2 separate regions of the Pan troglodytes genome follow, and region 1 is linked to region 2. The links are chromatin contacts, called in public Hi-C maps. All regions are on one chromosome and are shown on one strand. The core of a region is the stretch at or near the end of the contact, and the rest is flanking DNA. Distances in the headings are between cores, read along the strand shown.

The links. A called contact is a pair of places that touch in the nucleus more often than the background predicts.
Region 1: a Hi-C map of stem cell-derived neural progenitor cells shows a contact between it and region 2, with 4 times the contacts expected there. The contact joins the promoter of SOX17 here to the enhancer-like site in region 2. A contact is called at or near these places in 3 of 7 Hi-C or Micro-C datasets (induced pluripotent stem cells and stem cell-derived neural progenitor cells).

Annotation. Positions count from the first base shown.
Region 1 is chr7:63,041,748-63,044,458 of NHGRI_mPanTro3-v2.0_pri, reverse strand. SOX17 (SRY-box transcription factor 17) reads right to left here and starts at 1,375. Exons shown (of 2, transcript XM_001153136.7): 1 at 865-1,375; 2 at 1-253. The coding sequence starts at 1,171.
Region 2 is chr7:62,749,739-62,752,438 of NHGRI_mPanTro3-v2.0_pri, reverse strand. No RefSeq gene overlaps it. Among named protein-coding and RNA genes, the nearest start is that of MRPL15, 31 kb to the right of the region's middle. Within about 2 kb of position 1,443, at least 6 of the 24 cell types and tissues checked have an H3K27ac peak or open chromatin away from gene starts, as enhancers often do. A contact at or near this core is called in stem cell-derived neural progenitor cells, where this site is marked.

The DNA of each region.
Region 1 (2,711 bases), core at 126-2,625, 290 kb before region 2:
CCCTGCTCGGGGAACTGGAGGCCCAGGCCGTCCATAGCCACGCGGCCGCCCTCGGGGCCCAGCGCGGCCGCCTGCGGCTCAGCCAGGCCGTGCAGGAAGCCGCCCTCCACCCGCTTCAGCCGCTTCACCTGCTTGCGCCGCCGCGGCCGGTACTTGTAGTTGGGGTGGTCCTGCATGTGCTGCACGCGCAGCCGCTCTGCCTCCTCCACGAAGGGCCGCTTCTCCGCCAGCGTCAGCGCCTTCCACGATTTGCCTGCACAGTGGAAGGAAGGAGGAGAGGGGCGCAGGGCTTATCGGCTGCGCTCCCGCTCCAGGCCCCACCTGGCCCCACCCGGACGCACCTCTCCCCTCAGACCTTGAATTGCGCAACCGGGGTGAAGTTAAAGAGGGAGGTCTGGGACTCCTGAGTCCGAGCCCTTGGGGAACACTCCTCTAAAGGCACCCCTTTCTTTTGGTCTCCTGGAAGCGGCTTTCCGCTCACCCATCACCCGGTCGTTCGAAAAACAGATAAGGACACCTAGCTAGGGAAGGGGTCGAGGGATGGACACAACCGGCCCAGTTCAGGGCCAAGGGTACTCTCGCGCCGCCCGGAGGTGCCAGGAAGTCGCCTTCCCAGAGCCGTTGGACCCGCGCCCCCGGCCACCTGGGGAATCCGGGAGCGGGAGAGCAAGGCGGAAAGCTGCTTTGGAGGGTCGGAGAGCGGGAAGCGGGAAGGGAACCCAGAGCCTTAAGAAAGGACGTGGCCGCTACACACCCCTGGTCTTGGGCGTCAGGCTCGCAAAGAACACTGTTTGGGATTTAAGAAATCGGCCTAGCGATTCGCGCCAGCGCGCCCGGCCGCCTGGGTCTCCGACTCGGACTCACCCAGCATCTTGCTCAACTCGGCGTTGTGCAGGTCTGGATTCTGCTGCGCCAGCCGCTTGCGCTCGTCCTTAGCCCACACCATGAAAGCGTTCATCGGCCGCCGGATACGGGACTCGCCCTTGGCTCGGCCCGCGGCCCCGGCCGGCGCTCCGCTGTTCGCCGGCGCCTCGCCCTTCACCTTCATGTCCCCGATGGGGCTCAGCGACTCGGCCCAGGGGCAGGGGCCCAGCCCGGCCATCACCGCGGGCAGCGCGCTCTGGGTCTGGCTCTGGTCGTCACTGGCGTATCCCGCATCCGGGCTGCTCATGGCGCTCCAGGCCTGCCCCGCTCCCCTCAACCCTCCGCCGGACGCGCCGCCTCCCCCGACCCGGGGGAGGGGGTGGGGAGTGAGGCACTGAGATGCCCCGAGGGCTGCGCTGGTCTCCCGGCCCGAAGCCGCCGCCCGTGTTCTGGCCTGTCGCGGTCTGGTCTACAGCGTACCCAGGGCCCCCAGCCGGCCTAGTGACACTGCGGGCGCCCCTGGGCCGCGGGGCCTTTTCTGCACAGATGTGGCCAATGGAGCGGCGAGGGCGGGCCGGTCCCGCGTCGTTAGGCCCACGCCCAGGCCGTGGTCCGAGTCCCACGTCCCAGTCCAACCCCACGCCCGCCCCTTGCCCCTCCCCCGGCCCCGCGCCCAAGGCTACACCTGCCCCCGGGAAAACTAGCCGGAGCTGGGCTCTGGCGCCGCGTCCTCTCCCACCGGGGTTAGGGAGACTCGAAAAGCCGTCTGGGAGGGCTGATTGTACCTTGGAATCGACGTACCTGCCCAAGGTCGTTTAGATGAACATACTGAGCGTCCATTCTATTCTCTTTAAAGCACATCTTTTTGTAGAAGCCGAGGGTGTTTCAGTGGTGGGTGACCTAGTTTACTTCCAAGGAACTGCATGGGCATCTTCAAATGTGTTTTCTCAAATGCGAAAGACACCGTTGATAATAAATTTAAAAATACAATTTTTCCCCCAGGACTCAACTTGCCTGTGTTATATTAAAAATGCTGTGTCCAAGATAAATCCTAATTTTCTAAAGCAAGATTAAATATGGAACGACGTTCTGTATCCAATATTCCATCACTCTGAAGAATAAAGCATTTACTCATGACAAGCCAACCAGTTTTTATGTGTATCTTATTATACACATCATGTGAAAGTACGAAAATGTATACATGATGTATATAAGATACGCATAACAAAACTGTTTCTCGTATGTGTTCAGTAACAGGTGAGCCTTAATACTGATTTCTAAAATGTAAAGACAGCAGCAATATTTGTCTAAATGTCCGAGTTTGTTTGGGGGAAGAGAACAATCTGTTTTAGCTGCAAAGTAACTGTGGTTCTTAGAGTCAGTTTAAAGTGGTTATTCTGGCAGATAATTAGATTTCTATACGTTTGTTTAGACTGGAATGAAATCTGAATGACTATTAAACTTGTGTTTCGATCTGGAAAAAAAAAGTTTTCAGTGGGACTTTTAAAACAAGCCGTTATACAGCACTAAGAAATGACACAGCCTGCCACTGCTATTCCTAGCGCCCTCCAGCATTAGCAAAGGAGCATATCCTCATTAACCCTGAGGTAGACTCTATCTCACAAGAAAGGAAACTGAGGCAGAGAAGTTAAGGAACTTGCTGGAGACTACAGCGTTGAGAAGGTGGAAATCACACCCAGCAGTCCGCCTTCAGACTTGCAGCTCTTAATAATCACTAAGCCAGGCTGTTGTGTTTGTGTATTTGTGTTGGTTTTTGAGGGCAACTAACAGCCATTCCTGCATAATTAGAGATAACTTTGCAAAGAAATCAATATACGAATCTCCAG
Region 2 (2,700 bases), core at 194-2,693:
TTGGGTAAGTGGCCAACTTGGAACATAAACCCAGGACCAAGTCATTCCAGAACTCTTTCTTTAAACCACTTTGCTACCTTGCTAGCTTGTGAGTGCACACCTCTTTGGGCTTCTCTTTATTAAATAATATGCAGCTTTCAGATACATATGTATAATATATAGTCGCAAGGGACTTTTTAAAGAGTTTGCCTATTCTGTATTCTTAAGATGCTAGGAGGTACTATAAATGCAAGTTTAGGAGACTTAAGAAAGTCGACATCTAAAAACAGAGAGATAATGGTATCCAACTTTAAAGTGTTTCTGAGAGGGTCAAGTGAACATCACGGTAAAAGGCAGTGTTACTACTTTTGGTTTGGTTGCTTTTTCTTTTTGTTTTTTTTTTCTTTTTTGGTCACCAACTTCTCCCAATAAAGAACTTGGGTTTGTGGTACCCAGATTTAGGTTCCAATACCTTTAAAATTGAAGGTGAACCAGAGTGTTGGGAGGCAGATTACTTATAGCATAGCACCACACTGTATTTTAATGATTTGTTCCTTTAATTACCTGTTCCCTTCTCCTGGTCTCTGTATGCCCATGGGGCAATAACTCTACCTTTCTAATTTTAATATCTCCTGGCCGGGCGCAGTGGCTCACTCCTGTAACCCCAGCACTTTGGGAGACCGAGGTGGGCTGATCACGAGGTCAGAAGTTCGAGAGGAGCCTAGCCAACATGGTGAAACCCTGTCTCTACAAAAATACAAAAATTAGCCAGGCGTGGTGGCGTGCATCTGTAATCCCAGCTACTCAAGAGGATGAGGCCAGAGAATCGCTTCAACCCGGAGGTGGAGGTTGCAGTGAGCTGAGATGGTGCCATTGCACTCCAGCCTGGGCGACAGAGCGAGACTCCGTCTCAAAAAAAAATTTTTTTTTTTATTATCTCCAGTGTCCAGCATTGTGTCCTGTGTGTATTTCAGGTTTGTTGAATTATAAATTCATGAATAACTAATTATCCCAAATAATTGTAGGGCAAAGATCAAACCTAGAAATTCCCTGAGGAATGTTCCCATTTGGTCAGTAGGTGGCAGTCTTGCCTATTTTGAGCCGGCTACATTCACTTTGTGATAACAAAACCTACTTTTCCACTCGAGGGAAAAGGAGGATGATTTGGAGCGCTCCAGAGCTGGAAGGCTTCTCAGGGGTCATTGCTCATGACTTCCGTGGGTCCCTCACTCTAGTCTGTCAAAGCAGAAGTCAGCATTTCACTCTCGATAACTACTGCATACAACTAACCAAGAGACTACTGGCTCAATGAGGAAAAAGGCGTGGACACCCCTTCAACTCAGCATTTGAGAAAAGTGAGACAAGTGCCTGCTCAAAGGCGCTTGGTGTGCAATAGTGTGTCCCAGGCTATCAGCATGCAGGAAGTGATGGCAGATACACGCCCTGAGAGTGAAGCCACAGCGAAGCTTCGACAGCAGGGGCCAGCGGCGAGTCATGAGGGGAATATAATGGCAGCTTCTCTAACTCCGGACAATATCCAGCAGCAGCTAACACTTTCTCATTCTCCAGTTAATGCAATAAAATTGCAGAGATGCTACATACGGTATTAATAGGAAGCAATAAGTATGCATTAGAATAACTCCCTTCCCAGTGTCAGGTTATTCTGACCAATGTGACTCCAGAGAGGAACTAGGCTCGCTATCAGCAACACTGAGCTACAGCTGGCTGGACTGGGCTGTGGCCTAAAATTCTCTGTCACATCTCCCTGTGCAAGACAGCAAATTTCTACCTCTGCCTCCAGCAACTTTTGTACACAGAACAATGACCCAATCCTTCCTGAGAATTGTCCCACCTACATACGGGAGAAGCAATAAAAAGAGACCCAGCCTCCCCAGGAATTTCTCTGGGCCAGAGTCACTCCTTATATTTAAGACAGTCAGCAGTTTATAACACCTGCTGCATTATAAATCTTAGTCCTCCAAACCAGTGGTCTTTCATCTTAAAATCAGTTGAGTGATGATTTGATGTCAATGTAATATTGAAGTCAGGGAAGAGAAATAACCACAAACCTCTGCTTGATATGAGAAGGCACTGTGAAGGAAAATGTTTAGGACTTACAGAAAGTACACAAGAAAAATGTATAGAATCCTTATGTTGGCAGACTAGATGTCAATTTATGGCATTTGCACATAGTATGTCTACTATTCTAGTTTTATTTTAAATGTAAGTTTCTTTACATTAAAAAAATGTTTTGGGGAGGGCACGGTGACTCATGCCTATAATTCCAGCACTTTGGAAGGCCGAGGCAGGCGGATTGCTTGAGGCCAGGAGTTCAAGACCAGCCTGGCCAACATGGAGAAACCCCATCTCTACTAAAAATACAAAAGTTAGCCAGGGGTGGTGGCATGTGCCTGCAATCCCAGCTACTCGAGAGGCTAAGGTGGGAGAATTGCTTGAACTCAGGAGGCAGAGGTTGCAGTAAGCCAAGATCACACCACTGCACTCCAGCTTGGACGACAGAGCGAGACTCTGTCTCAAATTTTAAAAAATTTAAATATTTTAAAGTTTTGGTTTATAAATATTCTCATGGAATATAAAAGGTATCTTTTACCACGTGCAGAGCAAATGACTAAATCAGAAATGAATAAGACAACAGTCCCAACCCAAAATAAAAAAGGCTTATAACAGGCCTGGCATGGTGGCTCACACCTGTAATCCCAG